Regions from separate parts of the Mus musculus genome. Here regions 2, 3 and 4 are each linked to region 1. The links are chromatin contacts, called in public capture Hi-C and promoter capture Hi-C maps. All regions are on one chromosome and are shown on one strand. The core of a region is the stretch at or near the end of the contact, and the rest is flanking DNA. Distances in the headings are between cores, read along the strand shown. Region 1 holds the start of Cbfa2t3 (CBFA2/RUNX1 translocation partner 3). Region 2 holds the start of Spire2 (spire type actin nucleation factor 2). Region 3 holds the start of Zfp276 (zinc finger protein (C2H2 type) 276). Region 4 holds the start of Cdk10 (cyclin-dependent kinase 10).

Region 1 (6,215 bases), core at 2,566-5,065:
AAGGCCAGGTGATAGGCCCACCAGGATAGGAGGCACCTGGGAGTCACAAAGGCAATATAGCAAGTGACTGCTTTACTGGAGTGGGGGGTTACAACTGAACCCTGTAATCCAGTCTGGTCTAGAGGCTGGATATCCTTGTAGAAAGGAGCCTTAGACCTGTGGCCTCTCCCCATAAAGTCCTGCACCTCTCTGGTCCCTCACAGTTCCTCCCCTCTAGGGGATACAGCTGGTCAACCCTGATACACACAGAATCTGCATGGCTGTTAGCCAACTCATTTGTTGGGTCAGAACTCTGGGGAACCCCAAGGGCCCATCAGCCTCTGGCATCTGAAGAACCTCTCTGAGTCTGGAAAGTGGGTCAGTGCCGTTGGACTCCACTTTGAGTGGGCCAGTGCTGGTCTCAAAGGTGAGGTGGACTTTCCCCTGGGTTGTTTCTGTCATCCACTTCTGCACAGCATGGAGAAGGCTTTTAGCCTACAATGGCAGACACTCTCTATGACCAGCTATGTAGAGGCAGAGTGGGCTCAGCAAAGCTCCACTATTGGCCACCTTCAAGGGACTGTGTATGTGTGTGTGTGTGTGTGTGTGTGTGTGTGTGACACTACTCAGTGAATGTGGATTTATCCTGCAGTGAGTGTGTATCTTTTGTAATAGTCAAACACTGTCTTGGTGGTTTCCAGAGGGTTTTGAGTGACCCGACCCTCCCATCCCCCCTACTGAGTCCTATGAGGTCTGAACCAGGATAGCCCAGCTTCACGAAGGCCCACCCACGACGTCAGCAGTGTGGCTGAGCAAGAACTATGAGGTGGCTATTCCCCACTTGCCTGAGGCAGCCCAGCAGAGGGCTCTCCACTCATAGCACCGACCCTGGTCACTTGCAGCCCTTGGGACAGACTCAGAGTTCTTAGGATGCTGAGGAGAAGACCTGACAGACATAGGAAGGCTCCAAGGACACAGGCAAGAGAGATTACAAAGCTGGGAGGGTCCGGGCTATCATCAAACTCACGCCACCAAGTCTGTCTGGTTGGGCAAGAGGATCTGTTTTGGACAATGAGCTAAGTTCTGAAGATCATAGTCACTGCTAAAGAAAATGTTGTGACCCTGCTGTGTGGCAGGCAGACCTAAAGTCTGGAGGGCCAGTGCAGGAAACAATGGCCAACCAAGGAAGATCCATAGGGCCAGTCCCCTCGCCCCAGGCATGGCCAGCCTAGCAGCCTGCAAGCCTCTTGTCCTGTGCTGGATTCCATGCGCACCCAGCATACACATGCACACCCGAGCAGCCATGAATGAGCTAGGAGGGTTCTCTTGGTGGTTGGAGGATATCTAGATCCATCTAATTCACCACCATCCCACTGGCACGTGGGAGGCTGAGAATGAATCAGAACCCCCCCACCCCCAAACCCATCCCGCTTACAGTGCAGGAGGGGGGAGGGAAGACCATTCCAGAAGGTGGTGGGAAACACCTCTCCCGACACACCCTCCTGTCTTCTGCATCAGAAGAGGCTGAAGCTAAGCCTGGTTCTCCATGGTGGGCAAACCTACTGGCTCAGATCTTGTGGCCCAGTGACCCAGCCTTGCCAGCATTTCCAGATCTGCGTGTAGGAAGGAAAACGAGTTTCTTTCAGTCACGCAGAAAGGAGTATATGTGGAGCGCAATCAGAGAGATTTCCTGGAGGTGGTAACTCAATTACATGGATAACCCGGTAACAGAGGAAGAGCCAGACAAGGACCTGAGAGCTGCTTGGACCACCCAGCAGCCCCAGAGCATCCTGCAAGGAACTGTCCAGGGGTGTCTTCCATATGCCAGCTCAGGCTTGGCACACAGCAAAAGATGGTGGTGTGCCAGGTACACATGGCCCTCCCTTTCTCCCCTCTCATCAAGATCACAGTACCTCCCGGGAGGGTGGATTCCGCCAGAAAATCAGTCCTAACGTGATATTCTCCCTCCCCGTGTCTGTCTAGCTCCCGGGCAGCACCGAGCACCACATCTGTTCCTTCTGTTCGCAGGGTTCCTCCTTTCTCTGCTTTTCCCTCTCAATGCACAAGAGTGGTTGTGCCCCCCCCCCAAAAAAAAAACAGTCCCAAATAGCGGCATTTTCTCAGCTTGGTGCTCTAACTGTGGGCTCCCAGTGCCAACTGGGGACAGCCACATCTTCTGACTTCCGCCCTTCAGTGGACCAAGGTGGGGTGACATCATGACCCCAGTGTAGCCCCCATCAGGATCCCTCCATGCACAAGACCAGAAATCTCTCACAGGGCTTTCCTACTTCTTCCCAGGCCAGGAGCCAAGTGCATTCTGGCCGGGTATGGCTGAACTCTCTCAGACCAGCCCCTGGGGTCTTAGGGAGATGAGAGAGTCCCAGTCTTGAGAAGTTTCTGAAACCTTCCAGCAACTTGCAAGGGCAATGCCAGGGCAAAGTGACCGCTCCCTTTGTCTTCTGCCAGCCCCATCCTCTGAGTGGCTGCCTGGGAACCTCCTGTTTCTGAGCGCCGGGAGGAAGCACACACCCAGCCAGACATAATGAAGCCACATCCTGGCCTCAGGATAGGAGGGACGGGTGTGACAGTTACTGGGATCAACCCTACAAACAGGAGCATGAGATCGTCTGTTATTTTGAGGAATTGGGCTCTGAAAGTCAGCTTTAGCTCACATGATCAGATAGTTCTATTCATGGAGCAGGGGGGTAGGTCCAGCCAGCACTGTGGTCAAGAAGCCCAAACACACCAAGTTCAGGGCCATGAGTTGAAAGGCAGCGGCTCAAAGCCAGGAGCTGCCAGCCTGGCTGCCTTCTGCTCCACCTTAGTCAGCCCGACTCCGGCTGAATTCCCAGCCATCTGTCCCTCCGCGGTGCTCACACCTCCTCACACCTCCTCCCCGCTGTTCCCACAGCCTGGCTCTGGGCCTGCCCTACACACAGATGGACCGTTCCCAAAGCCTGTGAGAAGGATCAGAGCCGGAGGCTGTGCCTGCACCTGGCTGTCAGGACCCCAGGGAGGGCGGTCAGGATCCCCTCCCGACCATCAGGAAGGATGCTCAGCTCCATGGCCCTAATGGCTGATCCAGGGACCAAAATAAGAGGGGGAAGGGCTAGAGAAAGCAGCAGACCCTCTCCTGCCAGCACTATCTCCCAGGAAGGTTGCCCTCCCGCTACTCCAGTCAGTCCCGAGCCCTGTCATTCAGGCTACCAGTCTTTGTCAGGAGACCCGGCACCCCAGGGGGCGCTTGTGGGTGGTGGTTGGGGAGCCCATACTCCCCCACCGACTCAGCTCCTACCTAAAGATGAACCACACACACTCTGGACAGGTCAAGCTGTCTGCTCACCTAGGGTGGCTGCAACTCAGTCAAATGAGTGGGCAGAGTTGGCTCCACCCTGCCGTGGGCACGAACTTTGTAAAGTGGAGGGGCTGGAGAGGGGGTGCAAAGCGAGGACCCCCGGGACGGCAGCAACCGGCAAAGTAGGGTGACAGCGGCGGTGTTGAACAGGGCAGGGGCGGCACTTACGGTCTGGAGCTCCAGGGGACCGTAGCTCTCTCGCAACCCGGCTCCCGAAGTGGCTTTTCCTTCTCACTGGGTCGCCACCTCCATAACTTGGGGGCGATCCGTACGCTGTCTTCTCGCGCTGCGCGGGGCTCAGGCGCGCGGCGGGGTCGGGGCGCGCGGGGCGACCGCCTGGGCCATGCCGAGTGCGTTCGGCCCCCAGCGCGGGAACAAAGCCCGCACGCTGCCCGGGTGGTTTCGGCCTCGGCGGCCGCCGGGTCCAGCCGCCGTGCTTTCGGCTCTGCTGCCGCGCGCTCGCCCGCGCGTCTCACCGAGTCCCGCGGCCCCCGCCCCGCGCGCTCCGCCCCCGCCTCCCGCGCCCCGCCGCCGCTGCGCCACCTGCCTCCAGCCCGACGCCCATCGCGCTCGCTCCGCCCCGGGGCGCCGGCCGCCGGAGAGAGGCCCGGTTCCGTGCGCCCGGCGCCGCCCAATGCCCAGAGCGGCTCCCGCCTCCACCGCCCGGGTGGCCGAGGGGCCCCGGGACGCGCCCGGCGGACTTGGCTATGGGGTCCGACTCAGGACGTAGGGACCTCAGGAGCGCCAGGCCGCGCGTGGGACCCCCGTACGGATGCAGGAGAGCGGGGCCGTGGAGTGGGAACGGGCCGAGGAGTCCCAGCGCGTAGCCAGTGCGTGCGGCGCGGGGCAACCCGGTGCGGGGCGGACTCCTAGCTGTGCGCCCCCGCCCCGCGCAGGCCGCGCCCCGGGAGGGCGGGCGAGCTGAGCGCACCGCACACACCCACCTCGGAGCAGTCGCAGCCCGACGGCGTCGCTGCTCCCGGAGCCGCGGTGTCTACTCCGGGACGGGGAGGCGGGCGCCCCTCCTTCGGCCGCCGCACCCCCCCTCACCCCCTTCGCAAGCCCTTCGGGGTACCCGGGCCACCTGCGCGTTCTGCCGGCAGGGGGCGCGCTCCACCCGCCGCGCTCGGCCTTGGTCCCCAAGGCGCCAGGCGACCTGCGGCAAGTGGGCTCAGGATCCCGCTCTCCCCACTGCCATCGGGGCCGGCGTTCGCATATGCTTTGCATTCGTTTGCATATCATTCATTTTAATGTCAACCTGAGGAAAAGCCCCCAGCCGCTGCTTCTGCTTGTCCGCGTCCTACTTTCTCTGCTTCCTCTGAGCCTGCTCCCCACCCACTTTACCCACTTTTCCTCGAGGCGCCTTGCGACAAGTCCCAGGCGTTCCTCCGGTTGGTACATTTGAGCAAACTCGCTGCACTTCCTTCCTTTCCCTTCCCAGTTTTTCACTCACTCACACTTTGCTTCTTTGAGACTAAGGAGAGACCCAGGGTCACCGCCTGCAGAGACAAGGGGCCAGAACTTCAGATCAGCGGGGGGGTGGGGGTGGGGGGGGCTTGATTTTCATCTCATTAGGCATACATCTGCATGTGAAGGATAAAAATCTAGCAATGTGCCAAAATTAAATAAATAAATAAGTAAAAATACCCTCCGTTTCTTTCCAGGCTTGCTGTAGTGGCTTGGTTTTCCCCAGTTGGGGTCCCTCTCAGGGGTTCACCTCTGCCTTCTTGAAAAAGCGTTCCTGCACGGTCCTCCTGGGGTGGGATCTGGGCTCCTTGGTTTCCCGGATCTCCCTCTGTGGAGGATGCTATCTAATCCTAGTCTGACACCTATAAAACTGTCCACATTTTCAGATCTCCCTGGCCACATGTATCAATCTTATAGAGGAGTGGAGGGTCCCGAGCCCATTTCACAGAGGAATGTGGATCTAGAAGAGTTGGCTATGTGGCTTGAGACCGCAAACTTTTTATCCCAGGCATATGGACACCAGCTGTGTGGCTGCTAGTGTGCTGTGTACACCGAGAAAGCAAAGGACAGTCCTCTTCAGAGATACTGTCGTGAAGAGTGGCCCCGGCAGAGTGGCCTCTCAGCAGACCTCGTAAGCCAGTCTCTGGGAGCTCAGCCTGAGGCAGGAGTGGGACCCTCAGCTTGAGCTGCAGGTTTACCCACCTCGTGCTGCTGGGTGGCATGTCTGTTTTGTGGTAAGTGGCCAGTGTGTGGCTTGAACTTAAGAAAGGTGCTCACAACCTCTGTTGGAGGTACAGAATTCAATGTGACAGGTAAACCTCTCAGCTAGGAAGCTCTCCCAAGAGAGAGCCATGGCTGCTGCACAGGGAGGAGATGGTGGGGGCCCTGAGGGCTGCTTTGTATGGAGTGGGCCGGCCCCACTGCAGCATAGTCACAACGAGTCCTGACAGCCGTTGTCCCTCCATTTTTCCACCAGCTGGAAAGACATTTCCAGAGCCCATTTGTTACCCACTTGGTCTCCCTGCTACTTTATGAAGAGCTGGTTCCCTGTGGAAATGTCCAGGTCACAGCTCTTCGACACTCTCATGTTACCTTATGGAAGCTCTCAACCCACACTGTGTATCCAGTCCATCTGCAAGACACACGCCTTCTCAGAACAACAAAGAGTCACCAAGCACCAGGGATCACGTGGACACCTTAGAGGCAGCAGCCGCTCAGGAAATCAGGTGCCGCCTGAAGCTCTTTATTGTCTATAGAGACCTGGGCTTGATTCAATTCAAAGGAGCCACTTTCTCTTGCTTATGGCAGTGTGGCTTTCCCCAGTGAAGTCAGCTCTCTACCTTTATCTGGTCCCTGCTTCCCACGAGGCTGTGAGAGGGGCTGTGCCTGCCCGAGCTGACAGTACAGAGCTCAC
Region 2 (6,215 bases), core at 1,442-3,941, 650 kb after region 1:
TCCTTAAGAAACAACCAGCAGGAAGGAGAATTGATTTGGCTTTGTTGCAGTCAATGGTCACAGGGCTTTGTGAGTCCTGTGTGGTGAAGCAGGGCAGAGCAGAGTAGAGTGCTTCACCTCGTGACCTACTGGGAGAGAGAGGGACAAAGTCCTAGAACACGGCCTAGTCCCTAAGTACTTGCTTCTGGTGACCGACTTTCCCTAGCTAGGATCCACCTCCACGAGTCTGCACCCCTTCCCTGAGACTATTTAAATGGCAATTCTAGGGCTGGAAAGAAGCACAGTGGGTAAAAGCCCTGCCACACAAGCCTAACTATCCAAGTTCCATCCTTGGAAACCACAGTGGGAGGAGAGAATCACCCACAGAAGTTGCCCTCTGGTCTCCACACACATGCTAGGGCAATACGCATCTGCCCTCATATCACACACAGACAATAAAAACCAATAAGAAATATGTAGAAAAAAAAAAAGAAATATGTAGAATATCCATTGATTATGTCAGAGTCCTCACGATCCAATTGCCAATCTATGGTTGGCGCAAACAGTTAAGGCTCAAATCTTTAAGGCATGAGCCCTGTGATGATAATGGGAAATAGTGTGCTGCATCCTAAATAACTTCCTTGTGGATAATTTCCATCCTCTGCCCATTCACTTCACTGACACCAGAATGATGCATCTCCTGTGGGTGCTTCTGCTGCTAAAGTGGGGCAAGGCAGTACCACTGAGGGAGCCTGGGAGATGCCCGCACACATACACACTGCCTGACTTCTGCCTGGTCTCTTGCTGCCCTCTGGGTCAGGGACCCCCACACACTGGGTCTCCCTGAGAGGCACTTCCTTACTGTAAATCCCCAGCTGTGATCCATCACTCCCGGGTCACCGCACAGCGCGTGGGTGGCTCACTCCTTAATTGAGTTGTGATTCCAGGTTCTGAGCTAGTTACATCTCTCCATGGCCTCTGCATCCGCTCCTATTTCCTGTCTTGTGTGAGTTCCAGTCCTGACTTCCTTTGGTGATGAACAGCAATGTGGAAGTGGAAGTCAAATAAACCCTTTCCTCCCCAGCTTGCTTCTTGGTCAGGATGTTTGTGCAGGAATAGAAACCCTGGCTAAGATACCACCCATTAGAATTACAGAAATAGCTCTCTTACCTCTTATTCTCTTGCTCTTACTCCCTTGCTCCCCCTTTCTCTGCTTTCCCTTCCCCTCTCTCCACGTGGTCATAGCCAGCCTCTACTTCTCTACTCTCTCCCTCTCTCTGCCTTTCTACAATAAACACCTTAAAACCATTAAAAGAAAGAAAGAAAGAAAGAAAGAAAGAAAGAGGAGAAGAGAAGAAAAGAAAAAAGAGAAAAAAGGGGAAAGAAAAGAAAAGAAAAGAAAAGAAAAAGAAACACAGAAACCATTCTATGAGCCGGCCAACCAGAAACACCCTGGCCTCATCAGTGGGCGCTGTCAGCACACACTTGGTACTGTGTGACTCAGACTTTCCTTAAACTACTTGGATACAGGCTCTCATTCCTAACATAAGCAAGGAATGAGTTTCCTTGTGGGAGGTTCCTACTGTTCCTTCCCTACTGAGGTAGCCCTTGAAGTTTCTGAGGATTAGGGAAGAAGAGCCAGAGTTCCAGGTTGTCTGCACAATGTATCCTGAGCAGAGAGAACCTTCCCTTTCATTTCCTCTTCTCCAGTGTCCTTTGGTTCCGCTTAAATCTGTTGTGTCTCATAAGCTTGAGAACTGGTTGAAGGATGTCACACTCGCCCAGATATTGATTATAAACACTTTCAGGCAAAATTCATTTGTATCCTTTCTTTCCAATTGAAGACTAAGAATCCAGAGGAGATTGTCAGCCAGCCCTACACCAAGTCTCTCTCTTACAATTATGTCCCAGCCTTGTGCTTCCTAGGCGATAGTTCTACCGCAAAGCAAAGCCCGAGACCAACTGCCTTGTTATCATTTATCTCCCAGCTGTGTCTTCTCGCTCTGTTCTTCTCAACCGTCGTAAAGATGGCTGAAACTACTTTCAACAAAGCTGTGTGCTGTGCTTAGCTTGTTAACACTTTTGATGTGCCTTGGAATGAAGGCAACACACTCTGAGAATGAGGTGTTGTGTTAGCTCGGTCACATTGTTTGTCACTAAGACACTAAGGGTTTGAAGCTGATCCTTTCGAGCAGAAAAAAAGGACCATTTATGAAGTACTTCATCCCTGAAGGCTTGCATCATCTTTGAGCCAATCACACTATAGCGACCTCCTAAGGTCCAGGCCTTCCACAAAGACCATCACAGGCACTGTCTGCTTTAAAGAGCCAGAGCCAAGGGAGCGCGTGTACGTGTGCCTCTGTGTGTGTGTGTGTGTGTGTTCGTGTGCAAGGTCCCCATCATGCTTAACCCCACCCCTCTTCAGTCAGCTTTTCCTCCTCGCACCCCCAACCGGTTTCTAACAAACCTTAGTCCTCTCTTGTCCTGCACCCTCCCTCTCCGGCTGCCCCTCCTAGCTCTGCCCCTCCCCCTGGCTCGCCCCTCCCTACCGGTCTTCCCTTCCCTCCCCGCCCGGCCCCGCCTCTTTGACCATTAGCCTCCTCCTCCTCCATCAGCCCCCGCCCTCACCTGCATCTGCCCGCGAGGGGCGGGGCCGGAATGACAAAGCACACGGGCGGCGCGGGACCCGCCCCCTCGCTCGGCGGTGCGTCGCCCCGCTGTTATGGAGACCCGCCGCGCGCGCGGGCGGCGATGATGGGCGGCCATGGCCCGGGCGGGCGGCGGCGGCGCAGCAGCTCCCGAACGCGCGGGGGGCGCGGCGCGGCCCGAGCCGTGGGAGCTGTCCCTGGAGGAAGTGCTGAAGGTGTACGAGCAGCCCATCAACGAGGAGCAGGCCTGGGCGGTGTGCTTCCAGGGCTGCCGCGGGCTGCGGGGCGAGCCGGGCGGCGTGCGGCGCATCCGGGACACGGCAGACATCCTCCTGCGTAGGGACGGTTCGGTTGGCGCGCGGCTGGAGCCCGGTAAGGCGCACCGGAGTGGGTGGGGGTGTGGCCGGCGCGGCGGGCGAGCGGGCGGCCGCTGAGGGCACCCCGGTGCCAAGTGACGGGGCCTCGACCTTTCTCACATCAGCGCCCAGATAGCGCTCTACCGGACCGGGAAGGCCCCACCCTGCCCTCTGGATCTGGGACTCCTTGTCTTCCCTTCGACCTAGGAGAACCCCACAATCACACACACACACACACACACACACACACACGCAGTCTGGGATAACCCTACCAACAGCCCACTATCACACACACACACACACACACACACACACACACACACGCAGTCTGGGATAACCCTACCAACAGCCCATCGTTCTTGATGAGAAGCGGCCGGTTGGCTGCTCGCGCCCAGGGACGCTTTCCCCAGGGGAGAGTGGCTTTGGTTAAAAGCCGGAGTATCTTACGGTCAAGTCCTGAATTTCGGAAGCCTCTCCTTTAGTCAGTTCCCTTTAAGATGGTTTGGGGGAGTCTGCAGTCCTCTGGCCTTGCTCTGGCAGGGCCTGTGGGTGTTCCCGTGAAACTGGTACTCCCCTCTGGCGACACTGCAGACCTTGAGGCTACTTAGAGATGTGTGCCTTTTTCTAGGGGTAGGGAGAGCAGGAGTAATGTGCCTTGTTCTGAGTCTGTACTGAATTAATACTAATTTTTTGAGTTTAATTGTAAATGTAAGCAGAGTGTATAACCTGTGATTTAAAAAAAAAACCAAAACTTAAACAGTGAGAACCAACAATTGAGCTTTTGAAAGATTATTGTAGTCTATTCAGAGCGTTGAGTTCAGGCTCCTGTCTACTGTTCCGCCTCACTTTCCCCCTGGAGAACTGTAGTTCTAGTATGGGGCATACAGTGATAGTACCCCAAAAGTTGATACCCGGTTGGGAGCACAAAGGCAGGCTGTGTGTTTGCTGAGGGAAGGCTGGCCTCCCTCCAACCCCGAGAGCTGTGGGCTTGCAGAAATTCTCTCAGGCAGGCATCTGCGGGGGACTAGGAATGATAAGCAAGGCCAAAGAGAAGCAAAGGACAACAGCTGCCTCTGGAGCAGGAAGGGCCCATTGTGCGCACAGAGGAGCCGCCACCGTGGCTTTCCCAGGCTTCTCAGCCTATACCCATTTCCTCCCTCCCTCCACACCCCTGCCTGACACTTCCAAGCTGTTAAATTTTGCACAAAAGCCCCGATATATTGCACAGGGAAATAATAAACACAACACCCAGGTAGGCTGAGGTTTAACCTTGGCCAGTGCGCTCAGAAAGTGGCATGATTTGCATAAACCCTGCTGGGCTCCCTCTTCCAAGGCTGGCCTGAAGGGGCAGGTGCACCACCATCAACTCTTCACAGCCTTAACACTCCTGTGGCTCTGGCCGCCTCACAAGGCTATTCCTGGGCCCACCCCATTGCTTACCATAGAGAATATAACCCGGGATCTGGTTCCCAGCACTGCAGAGCAACACAGGATTGCAGGCAGCCTGCTTGGTCTGGCCTGTGATGTTTGGGACAAGAAAACTGAGGCTTAGGGTTGTAAGTGGCTTGCCACTGTAACGGTAGTGGGCTGCACTGTGAACAAACCCAGCTTAGCTCCCTGCTGGGTTTCTCTGGGAACATCAAAAAGGACACTCAACAGCCTAGCTCTCCACCCCCTAGAGTTGTACTGCCTTTTTGTTCTCAGACCAGTAGCAATTCCTGCTGGGTCAAAGTTCAGAGAAAGCACTCTATGTTGACCTTTGGGGAGAGGAACCTGTCTGTGGCAGGCACCAACTTCACTTTCTATCCACTGTTATCTTTGAATAACTATTGAATAACTCTGAATGTCTGTTGGTAAGCATACCCCATGAAGGCATATGAGCGTTTTAACTTGTTTGGGGGTTTGGTTGATTGGTTGGTTGTTTGATTTAGGACAGGATCTTGCTATGTTGTTCAGGCTGATATTGAACCCTTGAAGTCCCAGATGCTGGGACTACAGGAACTTGCTGGCTCTTGAAGGGTAAAAAAAAAAGTATTTAGCTGGAGCGAGCGGGGCTGAAGAGGTGGCTCAGTGGTTAAAAGCACTGACTGCTTTTCCAGAGGTCCTGAGTTCAAATTCCAGCAACCACATGGTGGCTCACAACCATCTGTAATGGGATCTGACGCCCTCTTCTGGTGTGTCTGAAGACAGCTACAGTGTACTTACACATATTAAATAAATAGATAGATAGATAGATAGATAGATAGATAGATAGATAGATAGATAGATAGATAGATTTTTTAAAAATGTATTTACCAGAGCAGTCTCTGAGCTTCATAAAGCCACTGAAACTTTAAGGTAGCCACTCCCTGAAAGTAGCTAGCCCTGTGTCTTTCTGGACTTGAGGTACTAGTGAATTCCCTGTGTAGTTTATTCCTGAAGGAGCTGGTTCTGATGCCAGTAGAGCGTCTTAATCTCTGCTGTGTGGGATATTGGAGACCCAGGTCAATCTCTGAGCCACGCTGGTCTGATTCTCCACCTTCCGCTTGAGACAGAGTCTCTCACTAATCTCGAAGCTCACCATTTTGACTTGACGAGCAGCTGCTTGGTATACCACTATCTCCAGTCCCCAGCACTAGGGCTATAGGATCCTGCGGCTAACCTCTGCTTTTACACGGGTGCTGCGGATCCAAATTCAGTTCTTCATGCTTGTGTGGCAGGTACCTTATCCCCTGAGCCGTCTCCCCAGCCTCCTGATTTTGTTTCTTTGACACAGTATCTCATGTAGCCCAGGCTATCTTGAATTGTAGCTCAGGATGGCTTTAAACTCATGAAGATCCTTCCACCTTTGAGTCCTGAATATTGAAATTTCAGACATGAGCTACCTTGCCTGGCAGTCTCCTAATCTTAAATTGGGAGATGTCTCCATAGTCACTCCTAAGGGTGTGTGTGTGTTTGTGTATACTTGTGTGTGTACACATACATGAGTGCAGGAGGAGTCTGCAGAATTCAGAGGTATTGGATACCCCCTGGATCCAGAGTTACAGGAGGTTGTAAGCTACCTAATGTGGGTGTTAGGAATTAGACTCAGGGGCTGGTGAGATGGCTCAGTGGGTAAGAGCACCCGACTGCTCTCCCGAAGGTCAGGAGTTCAAATCCCAGCAACCACATGGTGGCTCACAACCATCTGTAACAAGATCTGACTCCCTCTTCTGGAGTGTCTGAAGACAGCTACAGTGTACTTACATATAAT
Region 3 (6,215 bases), core at 2,396-4,895, 580 kb after region 1:
GCTTCTGTCAGGCCAGGTGTGTGTCTGCTCTGGGAGCCACTTTAACCAACTGCTCCAAGGGGAACTCACTGGGTGCAGCCTCCAACCCATCAACAGCGTTAGCACACCTCCCACTCTGCCCATCTTACTTCTTAGAGTTTTGTGATTCTGCCACCTGCAGCTTCTGGAAGATCTCAGGGGGCAGGAAAGGAGACAGCTTCCCCCCTTCATCTGAACACACTCGGCGGTGTCTGCTGGTTGGCAAGGGTGTGGGAGGAGCCGCAGGTACGGCTGGCTTCAGGCATATTCTCCCTGCAAGGCATGCACAGCGCCCTGGTCAGCAGGCTAGGACCAGCCCACAAAGCAGGCCCCAGGAGCCCTCTTCTTTGTGTACCCACCAAGCTTGGTAGCTGTTGACTGGGCCCGCTCCAGACACTGTTCAGCCAGCTTTAGCATCTTTGAGGTCTCAGGGGGCACAGTTTCCCCAGCTTCTAGGGAAGGAACATGGGGGACAGTTAGCCCTTCTGCAGTGACTCACATTCTGACTAAGAAGAAGGAACTGTAAAAGCTAGGCAAGCCAACTCATATTCATCTCGGAACTGTGGCTCAATACAGGGCACGCATGTGGGATTGGCAGCCAAGCATCACGCTGACCTGCCCTTCTCTGGTGCCCGAGTGTCAGGCCTGCTTGTAATCACAGCTCCTCTGGGGACAGCCATGCAGCCCTCATGGCTACTGCACAGAGACATGGGTGCTACAGGGTCTCCTAGCCCACCACCTACTAGCTGCCTGTTCCACAGACCTGCCCCCCTGTAGGTGCTACGTGTGCACGGCCGGCCTCCTTCCCCGGTGTCTCCCATGGGTGACTTCGGGTGCCTGTGCTGCTCCCTGCCGCCCATGGCCCGCTTCCATCAGCAGACACGTCTTTTTGTGCTTCGCTAAGTCCTCCCAGCTCCTGCAACCACTCTCCTGTTCCCCCTTCCAATGAATGCCTCATAAACTCCATTCCCTCCTCAGTCCATACCCGTTTTAGCACCCAGGTTCCCCTAAACTGTCCTTACCCAGCCTTGCTATGCAAAAGACGGCAGGTCATTCCAATTTTTTCCTGTCCTCTAAGATACTACTGCCTTAAGTTTTTTCTGGAAACCCCTGGCTTCAGACACTTGAGGGCTCAGCTGAGCTCATGTGTTCCCCAGTAACTCTCCCTAACTGTGTTCCTTTGTCCAGTGGGTTGCCTGTGCCTCAGACTTTACATGTTCACAGACGAATTCTCTACTTCTAAAAATTTGAGACAGGGCCTCATGTAGCCCAGGCTGGCCTCCTACTCACTACATAGCTGAGGATGATCGCAAACCTCTGATCCTCCTGCCTCCATTTCCTAAACGCTAAGACTGCAGACTTGTGCTATCACATTCATCTATGCTGTGCCAGGGACAAACCCAGGGCTTCCTGCATGCTAGACAAGAGCTGTCTACCAACTGAGCTGCATCTGTAGCAGCACACCGGGATTCACCATTTCTCCCCTTATGTGATGTCGCCCCTCATCTGCTTGGAACACCCCCTGTGGCTAGCAGCTCACCACCCACCCCAGCAAGTCTGGTTGGCTTCTCTTTCAGAATACACCCAAGCTCTATGCTCCTCCCCATGCTGGGTAGAGCTCTGGGAGGTTCCCAGAATTCTCTTCCACATCCGTCCAAGATGTACAAAACACTAATTTAACTACTTCCTCCTCCAGGACCTTTTAAACGTACTTTTGCTGGCAAGGCCCCCACTTTGTGCATCTCACTCTTAACTACCTTGAGGCAGTGTCTTGACCCAATTCACAATCCGTCCCCTAATCCTGACCACTTCTCCTCAATGCCAGCATGTCACACTATGACATCATATGCTAACGATAAGGACCAGGTTGGAAAGAGACAGGAGACCTCTGGAAAACCTCAGAAGGCAGAAAAGGAGACAGTTCCCCGCCCTCATCTGAAAACATTTGGCGGTGCCAGCTGGTGGGCAAGGGCATGGGTGGGTGGGTGGGGGCACCATTTTGCTATCATGAGAGGAGTAGCAAGTCTGAAGGCATACCTGTAGTGTTTTCCACGTCTTCGAGCAATACCTGGGAGATGTAGTGGATGCTGCGCAGGTATTCCACGTACGCTTCCTAGATGCAGGGGAGAGAATAGCAGTGGTCAGGCCTGCATCCTGCCTGCCTGGTGAATGCCCAGATACAACTGCAGGACCAACAGTGCCTGCTTGTTTTTTGACAAGACTTCCTTCTAGGCTTCAGTGATGGATGGTCCAGCTAGGACACAGATGGTATCTATACTGTCTAGACTTGAAGGGAAAAAGATATCAAACAGAACAAAAAATCAAAGAATTCCTTCCTTCAACACTGTGCTGAGGAGTTCCCAGACAGACACACCTCTCCTCTCATTACTATCCACCACATGAAGGAGCTGAGCTTCAGTCAGGAGGCTCCACAGAGCTGCCTGAGCAGCAATAAGGGTTTCCACTCTGTGTGACAAAGTTCTCTTCCTGTGCAACTCAAAGACTAGCAGTCTTTCCATGTCTCATGAAAAGCACTTCCTGAAATCTGAGGAGAGGATAAGGGCTCATCTGTCAATCTCAAGTTTTGGCTTAGGTGAAGAAATAACATTCTACAGACTCCAGAATAATTCCCTCTGCTCAAAGGAGCCCAGAGCACCGAGCTGCAGGTTTCAGCTGTGTGACCCCTCTGCTCTGGGCTCTGTGACAGCTCAAGACAGAACGCACTCTGGTCTGTATGTGTTTCGTTTTACTCGTTGTCAAAATTACCCAACTTTAATTAGCTCAGCACTTCAGATAAAATGGGTTTCAGGTAGGATTCTGGTCTTGTGAGGGTGCCCTAGAAAACTAAGTTGGGGCACTGGACAACCAGTGATTCGTCCTGTCCTATGGAAGCTCTGGGTGGCCCAGCCGGCTTTTCTACCTTGTTGCCATCCTTTTAATTAGCAGTTATTCTCAGTGACAGGCCACACCCCTTTTGTGCCTGGGTTTCTTTACAAATGACCTTTGAAGGCAACTGCAGACAGCAGCAGCATCCTGAATGAGCCAACAGTCGGGTCTTTTCTAGATTAACTCTACACAGACTCTGTCAAGAATACACACACACACACACACACACACACACACACACACATCTGTCATCTACATCTTGGATGTAGGTCCTTTGCAAACAGAACCTCCTCCTTATGTCACACCGCCTCATCACACAGGTAAATCTAGGCCCAGTGCGAGCTGAGCTGTTCCAGGTCCCCGCAGAGCTCGGCGCCCTTAGCCTCCGGGCCCCGGGTCTCCGGGCGCGGTCCCAGAGCCGCCGCCGCCGCCGCGCGCATCGGGAGCGCCGAATCCCTCTACACGCCCGCCCTCGCCCACCCACCAGGGGCAAAGGGCCTCCCAGAGCTGCTTCCGCGACCCTCCCAGCCTCACCCGGGGCCGGTTGCCGGTGTCTAGCTCGATGGCCTTGTTGGCCAGTTTCATGGCGCTCTGCAGTGGCTTCGCCCCGCCGTCCCCGGCCGCAGCGGCCATGGCGCTGGGCGGGGGCGGGGAGCGGGAGGCCGCGGCGGCAGGGGCGGGACGGGGCGGACGCCTCCAGACCGGAACGCGGAGCGCGGAGCTGAGGGAGGCGCAGGAGCTGCGCACCGCCGGAAGGGGACCCGGACACACTTCCGCCGGCCTTGCCCCGCCCCGCCGCGCCCCGCCCCGCCGCGCAGACTTGGGTTTAGGGGACCGGAGGGGTCAGTGGCTCTTGTCACCTCCTCCGGCCAACTTGCTGCGAGCGCGGACGGGAAGGCTGGCGGGGAGAGCTACTGCTCTGAAGGGTTTCTGTTGTGCGCCACCGCCCGGGCGGCAGTCCGCGGCCGTTCACCCTCCGGGCTGCCCCTCCTTTAAGGGCCTGTCGCGAGTTCCGAGAGACCCGAAGAACTCCGGGCTCCTGACCCCGCCGCGGCCGCTGTGGCTCCCCAGACCGCTCCTCGCTTCCTTGCAGCCCTCGCTTCCTCCGGCTCCGATCTCGGGGAGCCGAGCGGAGCGGGGCAGCGCGGCGGAGAGTAGCGGAACGGCACGGAGTGTGCCAAGTTAAGTCCGCTCTAGCAAGAAGTCAGGGGGCCGAGCCACACCGAGCAGCGCGGAGCAGGGAGCGAGTGTCGCCTACCACCATGAAGCGGGACCGCCTCGGCCGCTTCCTGTCTCCCGGAATAGCTCGGCAGCGCGGGGGTTCGGGCGGCGGCTGTGGAAGCGGTCGGACTCGGGGTCGCCCTTCTCGCAGCGGCGGAACGAGCGCTGACGGGGCGGCTGCTCAGCTCAGCTGGGGCTCGATGACACGCTCCTGCGGGGACACAGGCGACGACGGTACAGACGAAGCTGGTGGGTTCCAGGCGTCCTCGGGCCCCGGTGCGAGCTTAGTGATAATGAGAGCAAACCAGGCCTCCTGGTTCTGGAGAACGCGGGCCCTCTGGAGAACTGCCGATAGAGGCCCTTTCCTCTGCCGCCCAGACAGCTCTGTGTCGCTGCTATTTAGTGCGTAAGATTTGAAGGCACACAGGTGTGGCTTCAAGTTTGCTCTTCGTGCTATGGACTTTTAGGGTAATTGCTTAACTTTTTCTGAACCCCAGTTTCTTGATGGTTAAAACAGGCCTATAACCTAACCTGCGTTGGGAACTGAGTTAAGTGAACTAACTGCTTGTTCCTTGTGCGGCTGCGAGTTTGTGAACAAGCAGCAGCTAGTTAGGTTAACAGCCTCCATGTGCATCACATTAGTGTGGTGTTCTTCAGTCATCTGAGAATGGCTTTCCTATGTAAGCTGTCCTTTACTCCCACTAGGGGCAGTTGGGTGGCATCATGCACATGCTGCAGGCAGGGCACCTATAGATGGACAGGGATGAACAGTGAGTTAGTTTCTTGAGGCACGGCTTGGACACATTTTCAGAATAGGGATGTTAAGTTTCATCTTCGTTGTAGGCATCTGGGGTTCCTTGAATATTGAGTGTTCAGTGAGGAAGGCCAGCTCCCGAGTCCCAGTCCCGCTACTCTTGTGTTTAGGAAGCCTGGTGCGGGCACTTCTCTGCTTGCAGTGTTCGGAGGCCAGGGGGAAGAGTGGCCCTTGCACTGCGAGTACCTCGCTTATGTCACATTTGCTTCTCTGCGCAGGAGCAGGCCGGACTCTCGCTATGGGGCATTGTCGACTCTGCCATGGGAAGTTTTCCTCACGGAGCCTCCGAAGCATCTCTGACAGAGTGCCTGGGGAGACTTCAGAAAGACTGTCCCCAGGAGAGCGTGTCTTCATTAGGGACTTCCAGCGTCTGCTGGGTGTCGCTGTGCACCAGGACCCAGCCCTGCCTCAGTCTGTCTGCAAGAACTGCTACACCCAATTCTATCAGTGCCACAGCCTTCTCAGGACCTTCTTACAGAGAGTCAACGTCTCCCCAGCTGGCCAGAGGAAGCCTTGTACAAAGTAGGCCCTTGTTGGATTTCTAGGGACTTTTAGGGGTTCGTCACCCTGTGTTCTAGGTGTTGACTTAAGGCAGTGACTTGGGGTGGACAAAAGCTAGCATACAAAAGCTCATGGTGTTACAATGGGGTGCTGTGGTGGCAATGTTTGCAGAGATCTGAGGGTGAAGAGCTATCACTTAGGAGAGAGGGAACCAGGGCAGCTGACAGAGGGGCCCTGTGGAAGACGTTTGTGACCTTGAGAGGTTCCTAAACTGTGGCCACTGATGCTTTGCAGGGTTGGTGTTCAGCCTACCACAGTGGCAGAGGAGGGAGCATGTGTGGGTGAGTGCTATCTGTGCCAGGGTGGGCGTCCCAGGGAGGGCCTAGCGCTGGCCACGGTGAGCCTGACATCTCTGTTGATTCTCCTCAGCTGACCTGATCGCCTCCAGCCCTCGGTGTCTGCACGGCTTGGTGGGCTGGGTGCATGAGCATGCAGTCAGCTGTGGGTCTCTGCCCAGCCTCCAGAGGACACTGTCCTCTGAGTACTGCGGCATCATCCAGGCTGTGTGGGGCTGCGACCAGGGCCACGACTTCACCATGGACACAGCCTCCAGCTGCAGAGCTCTCTTTTTGGACAGTGCATTAGCAGTGAAATGGGCGTGGGGCAAGGACCTGTCACCACGGCTGGCCCAGAACTCAGAGTCCAACCCCACGGGAGCTGCCTCTCGGCTCTGCCAGGCCAGAGAAACCCAAGTTGGATCTGAGACCAAGACACT
Region 4 (6,215 bases), core at 1,920-4,419, 550 kb after region 1:
GCGCCACCACCGCCGGGCTCTGTTTTGTTTTTCTTGCTGGTGCTGAATCTGTTCCCTTTGCCGCGAGCTAAGAGCGGCTTTGTCTTGATTGTGGAAGATGGACGTTTCCACACACACTAAATGGATGGATGTTTTCTTCCCTCTAGACAAACCTGAGACAAAGCAAAGGTCAAGCAAGAAGAGAAGTGTCATCCCGCAGATCATCATCACCCGGGCCTCCAACGAGACGCTAATCAGCTACGGCATCCCCGACAACGATGAACAGAGAACCATTCGGGAGCATGCCGACTGGGGTCCTTACCACCGACACAGGAGCCCCAGCACAATAGCAGCCTATGATGTACACAACACAGAATAAATGAGAGCTCTCGGTAGCTGGGATCCTTTCCTGTGACAGAAGGGCCACCCCTCCCTGACCTGCAGCCGAATACCCATCTGTCTATGTCTTCAGGCTTTGACGTTCTGTCTCAGTGACAGTTTTCCCAAAGTCAGTTTCAGTTCAATGGGGAGAGGGGGGCTGGCTGACTCAGAGTAAATCCGGAGGTCCTGAAGGTCTGACTGGATTGGCAACAGCCAGCTATGCAGTGCTAGACAGCAGGTGGCCACTCACACTGTGACTCAGGTGGGCATTTAAAATCCTCTCTGCTCATCTGCATCTGAAGGTGGAAGAAATCGGAGGTCAGTAAACGCTCTGCCCCCAGTCTGGGAAAAGGCCAGTGTGAGACCTCACTGTTAAGTTCAAGAGCAGAGCAGACCCCGGCTGCTGGGATCCTAGCATGTTATGAGACTTGTTACTGATGCAAAAGAATGAAATGTGTCCTGGAGGTGAGGAGGGCATGGGGCACTTGGGACTCTGGCAGTAGCCTGTGAATGCTGTCTTGTTCTTTTGGACCTGTGGATGAAGGGTCTTTATAGCAAAGGACCACTAGGAATGCCAGACATGTTGGCCATGAGACAAAACTGCCATATTGGTTGGCCTCTGGGGGCTAAGCAGAGACAGTGGTATGGCCATCAGGATCACAAACATAACCTTCGCCTGTACTAGGGCTGGGGGGATCTGCTGCCTGTAACACATGCCAACAGATCCTAACAGATACATCATACCAGCTAGTATATAAAATACATACTACCCTATCTAGTATACACTTGCAGGCCTGACTGTATGCATGCATGTATACATACATGCACACACACATATTCATACACATGACTTAAATTAATTTTGTTGTGTTTTATAATGTGGTATAATGCAACAGGAAGGAGCCCCTCCCATGATAAGGAGTCCCATTGAACCATCACGCAATGCCACAGGCCTACTAAGTGGAGCAGGGAAGGGGCAGAGGCAAAGTGGGGAAGGGTAAAGAGAGAAAGAGAGGAAGAGAGAGAAGGGAAGAAGCCAGCCAGGAACATGTGGGGATAGAGAAAGAGAGAATGAAGAAGGAGGGAGAGAGCATAGGAGGTAAGAGAAAGCTGGGGTGTTAGCAATCCTCAAACAGGCCTGGCTCTCACATGATGGCAGATGATGACATAAGCTGTTGCTAGGTTGCTGTTGCTGTTGCTGGAGCCTAATGGAACTGTCTGCAAGCCACTAACTTTAAAATTGCTTTGTAGTCAGGCAGTGGTGAGACACGCCTTTAATCCGAGCACTCGGGAGGCAGAGGCAGGCAGATTTCTGAGTTCAAGACCAGCCTGGTCTACAAAGTGAGTTCCAGGACAGCCAGGGCTACACAGAGAAACCCTGTCTCAAAAAAACAAAAACAAAAACAAAAGCAAAAGCAAAAAAAAAAAAAAAACTTTGTGTATGTAGTGCTAAGGAGTGAGCCTAGGACTTGACCCAATGCTAGGCAGGCGCTCCACCACTGAGCTACAATCCCAGCTGGAGTTCTGAAACAGGGATAGGGTCTCACATCCAATCCAGTCTGGATTAGAACTCAGTATATAGCCCAGGCCAGCCTTGAACATGCAGCCTCAACCTCTTGACTGCTGCAATTACAGGTGACAGTGTGCCCAGAGGAAAGCTGAATTCCAAAGTTAAAAAGAAATGTAAGATAGCAAACAATCCATTAGAAATCTTACAGTATTATTATTTATGACTTTTTTTTCTTTTTGGTTTTTTTCGAGACAGGGTTTCTCTGTATAGCCCTAGCTGTCCTGGAACTCACTTTGTAGACCAGGCTGGCCTCCAACTCAGAAATCTGCCTGCCTCTGCCTCTCAAGTGCTGAGATTAAAGGCGTGCGCCACCACGCCCGGCATGATTTATTGACACACTACTGAAAGCCTTTTAAGATAGGCTATGCACCCCATTCTAGCTTTGAACTCAGAATCTTCTGGCCTCAGTCTCCAGAGTGCTATGATTACAGGCATATGGCACTGTGTCCAAACACCAACTAATCTGCTTGCATTAACCTAAGTATAGTGCCCACATGGACCTGCACTCTGGCCATTTAGAAGCAGGAACATTCATCTTCCTAATCTATATAAACCCTCCACAGATGATCAGAGCCAATTGGTGTTCTGAGTTCATTACTCAGTACAAGAGCTAAGTGCAAGTCTTGCAGCACTAGCTCACCGATTAAGGGTGCAGAGCTCCAGACAGAAGGGACCAGGTTCAAATCCCAGCAGCCGGGCACTCTTATTGCCTGGCAAAACAAACAAACAAACAAAAAAAGCTGAGTGAGTGCAACCTCCAAGAACCACTTGGACTAGAGTTGCTCTCCAGTGGTCAGTACATTAATTATCTTCATTTTCTCGTGTACGCTGCCCGGGCTGTACAAGGTTTCCTTCCGTCTTGTCCTGGGCTAGTGATGGGGACGAGGTTGGCCTCGGGAATGACTGGGTTCCCACACATCCAGCTTTCGGAGAATGTACCCAACCACTATCAGAAAGCATAGCTCTCAGCAGTGGTGGTCTGGAAGGGCAGAAAGCACGGCTGATCGCTGGAATTGGTCTCACTTAAATGGCAAACAGGGAAGAGACGCATTTTCCTCCAGTTGATCAAAACCAATCTGAGTCTTCTGCAGGCTGGCCTACAGATGGTACTTTGAGCAGCTTTGTAGAAGTGTGTCTGCATCTAACGCTAAAAGACAACAGAGCCTCTGCGCTCCGAGCGGATTCCGTCCCCAAGTCCAGAACAAACCGGAAGTACGTCATGCGCCTGCGCCGAGGGGCGTTACGCCTGCGCGCTGGAAGAGGGCGGCAGCGGCTTGGGCATGGCAGAGGTGGACCTGGAGTCGGATCAGATCCGATTGAAGTGTATCCGTAAGGAAGGTTTCTTCACCGTGCCTCCAGAACACAGGGTGCGACGGGGTGCCACTCGTGCGGCGCTGAGTGGCAGGGCCAGACTGAAGCGCACCGGGGCGTTCCGTGTCGCGTTCAAGTTTGAGGTTCCAGCGTCGGAGGGGGAACGGCAGTCCCCGAGTTTGCCGCGGCGTGGGCAGAAATCGGCAGCCCAGAGGCTGGGGCGGGGTGGGACCGAGGACGAGCGACCAAGGGCGAGAAGAGTGGGAGGTTCCCGGTGGCACCTGCAGCCGCGGGGGTCTCACCTGGCGTTACCCACAGTCTTGTCTCTTTTGTGTGATGTGAAGGTGAACCTTAAGGGGCTCCGATTTCTGCTCCAGTAGACGTTTGGTGGGAAGAGGTTTTGCCGCAGCCCACGTATTTTTAACTTCTTGTTTATGCTTTGCGAGGCCAAGGCACATTAACTAAGAGCCTCAGAGCACAAGGCACGAGACAACACTTAACAACTAGTTAACTCAGAGCACTGCACTGGAAGCCGAGGTTGCGAAAGCCGTTCTTAAAGGGGGAGAAAATGCACGTGTGCAGTGGTCCCTTAAGTCAAAAATGTCAGAGTCCTGCGTGGTGGTCCACACTGGTAATCCCAGTCAGGGAGTTGAGGCAGGATGGTCACTCCACTTTGGAGGGGAGCCTGGGCTACAGAGTGAGACCTGGACTCAGAAATAAGCCGAGATATAAAATAGTGGAGACTTTGGAGAAAAGGAGTATTCTGTAAGAAGTTTGTAGAAGAGTTGACATTTGTTTTGGACCAGGAAGTGTTGCCAAAATTTGGGCAGATCTGACAAGGAATGGTATACCACACTCAGGTGGCAGCACAAAATCCTGGTGAATGGAATTTCGAAGTGAACAGGGATCCTCGAGGAGAGGGAGGGAGGGAGGGAGCTCAGAGTGGATCGTGGGGGCCATCAGGTATCAGAGTAACAGAACCCAGGGCAGGGCAGTTAAGAGTCGGGAAGCCAGCAGGGGGCTGGTGGAATAGAATCCTAAGCTTGCTCTGGTCCTTCTGTACCCAAGGAATGCTTAGCTAATGCACTTAGAAAGGCACCTCACACATGAAAAGTTGGCACTCCCTGTTGAAGGCCGGATTCTCCTGCACAGAGGTGTTTGTGCCCATGGCTTGTGGCCATTTGGTACTAGACAGCAGACATTTGGAACACTGGGTTGGAGGGGATACTTAGGCCATCTTCAGTATGCTTCAGTATTTCAAAGTGATTCCAGTGGTATCTGTCCCCTTCACTCATCAGAAAATTCCAAATACATGGTTGCTTTTCTGTTTGGTAAGCAAGATGCAAGCACGTTTCTCAGTGCCAGGTATGGGTGAGACTTGTCACTTGTGTGGTTAGCTTCCAGATCCCCACACTGGCTGCCTCTCTCTTTCAGCTGGGAAGATGCCGAAGCGTTAAGGAGTTTGAGAAGCTGAACCGGATTGGCGAGGGCACCTATGGCATCGTGTGTGAGTGGTCATGAAAGAGCTCTGTGGGGACTGGAAGGCTCACACTCTATACTGGTGTGATGCTTAAACATAAGCCTCGGATTGCAAATGTCAGCAATCCATGTGTGTAGCTATGGAATGGAGATACCTGATCAGTAAAATGCACTACTTTCCAAAGCTCCCTGCAGCTCCAGAGCTGTGAGGCTTTTGATAAGTATTTGTAAGCCGTTATCATATAAAGTAAGTCTTTCCCCCTAGGTAGATCACCTTCCGTGGTGCTGTAATATTGCATAAGTGAACTCAGAGCAGTAGGCTGTGTGAGAGATTGCTTGGAGAGCTCCTCTCCACTTGAGTTGCTGATGGCCAGGTTTCCACTAACTCCCAACCCAGCTCAAATGAGAATTCCCAAGCTCACATCTTGGGAACGGAAGAAGGACCAAGTGTTGCTGGACATTATGTTGTCAGAGAAAAAGAAGAATTTCAGCAAACTCTTAAGAGAGTTTGATGGTTTGAGGTAGGCTCCATTGCATGTGTGCTCCTGTTTCAGATCGGGCCAGGGATACCCAGACAGATGAAATTGTCGCCCTGAAGAAGGTGCGGATGGACAAAGAGAAGGATGGTAAGCTGGGGGCAGGATGCAGGAGTACCCTGCCTGCTCGGGCATCCAAGCAGGGAGGCGCACAAGCACAGGTCATCTGAGGTTCCTCAGGACTGACGCTACGGAGGGCGTGTGCATTGCAGTTAGGGAGCTGGCCCAGCCTGTCACCACAGTCTGTCACCGCAGCCGGAACCTGAGCTCCCTGAGTCCTTCCAGACCTTCCTCACCTTGGCCAGCTGTAAAATTGTATATTCTCTCCAAACCCTTTTGCCCCTGTCCTCTAGGGAGGTCATTGTCACCCTCCAAATCTACATCTGTAATGAATTCAAGAGTAAGAACGGTGTTGGTGTCACCGTAATTGTCCCTGACGGGAGGACAGGATGTGTGGTGTCCCGGGTGGCACTCACTGAGCACCTTGGGTTACAGGCATCCCCATCAGCAGCCTGCGTGAGATCACACTGCTCTTGCGTCTCCGCCATCCAAACATTGTGGAGCTGAAGGAGGTGGTTGTGGGCAACCACCTGGAGAGGTGTGTGGTTTCCTGAGCCTGTCCCACACAATAGGGTCCGTCATCTCCCAGGGTTAGCATTCCTTCAGCGGGCAGACTCTTTACCTACTAGGAAGAAAATAGAAGATACCACACATTTTCTCTTTTCCCTCTAGCATCTTCCTGGTCATGGGTTACTGCGAACAAGATCTGGCCAGCCTATTGGAAAATATGCCAACACCCTTCTCGGAGGCCCAGGTGTGAGAGGGAGGCGCTGCACAGGTGCTCTCTGGTTGGTGGCTGGCTGTGTTGACTGTGACGGCCGGAAATGAGTGCCTCTTGCACGGCATCTGTGGCACAGGCCGGTCAGCCCCAGGTCTTCTCAGTCCATATGGCAGGCCCC

Evidence for each region. Capture Hi-C pulls out chosen DNA fragments and counts their contacts.
Region 2: a contact with region 1 is called in a capture Hi-C map of macrophages, with 5 times the contacts expected there. The contact joins the promoter of Spire2 here to the promoter of Cbfa2t3 in region 1. A contact is called at or near these places in 4 of 39 promoter capture datasets (hippocampal neurons, liver, pre-B cells and 1 more) and 1 of 9 other capture datasets (macrophages).
Region 3: a promoter capture Hi-C map of adipose tissue shows a contact between it and region 1. The contact joins the promoter of Zfp276 here to the promoter of Cbfa2t3 in region 1. A contact is called at or near these places in 3 of 115 datasets of contacts at active chromatin or transcription factors (embryonic forebrain, large pre-B cells and stem cell-derived neural progenitor cells) and 3 of 9 other capture datasets (adipose tissue, embryonic stem cells and liver).
Region 4: a promoter capture Hi-C map of liver shows a contact between it and region 1. The contact joins the promoter of Cdk10 here to the promoter of Cbfa2t3 in region 1. A contact is called at or near these places in 4 of 39 promoter capture datasets (the C10 cell line, cranial neural crest, embryonic stem cells and 1 more), 1 of 15 datasets of contacts at CTCF or cohesin (large pre-B cells), 2 of 484 Hi-C or Micro-C datasets (bone marrow-derived macrophages and embryonic stem cells), 15 of 115 datasets of contacts at active chromatin or transcription factors (T-cell acute lymphoblastic leukemia, astrocytes, bone marrow-derived macrophages and 7 more) and 3 of 9 other capture datasets (adipose tissue, liver and macrophages).

What each region holds. Positions count from the first base shown.
Region 1 is chr8:122,674,360-122,680,574 of GRCm38.p6, forward strand. It overlaps Cbfa2t3 (CBFA2/RUNX1 translocation partner 3), which reads right to left and starts at 3,816. Exons shown (of 12, transcript NM_001109873.1): 1 at 3,503-3,816.
Region 2 is chr8:123,330,022-123,336,236 of GRCm38.p6, forward strand. Spire2 (spire type actin nucleation factor 2) reads left to right here and starts at 2,692. Exons shown (of 15, transcript NM_172287.2): 1 at 2,692-2,999. The coding sequence starts at 2,744.
Region 3 is chr8:123,250,550-123,256,764 of GRCm38.p6, forward strand. It overlaps Zfp276 (zinc finger protein (C2H2 type) 276), which reads left to right and starts at 3,646. Exons shown (of 11, transcript NM_020497.2): 1 at 3,646-4,374; 2 at 5,158-5,461; 3 at 5,735-5,781; 4 at 5,870-6,215. The coding sequence starts at 4,167. Vps9d1 (VPS9 domain containing 1) reads right to left here and starts at 3,673. Exons shown (of 15, transcript NM_028200.2): 1 at 3,439-3,673; 2 at 2,056-2,131; 3 at 378-470; 4 at 129-291. The coding sequence starts at 3,537.
Region 4 is chr8:123,221,672-123,227,886 of GRCm38.p6, forward strand. It overlaps Cdk10 (cyclin-dependent kinase 10), which reads left to right and starts at 3,170. Exons shown (of 13, transcript NM_194446.2): 1 at 3,170-3,297; 2 at 4,676-4,748; 3 at 5,275-5,346; 4 at 5,752-5,854; 5 at 5,989-6,070. The coding sequence starts at 3,211. It overlaps Spata33 (spermatogenesis associated 33), which reads left to right. Exons shown (of 3, transcript NM_177279.4): 3 at 147-374. The coding sequence ends at 358.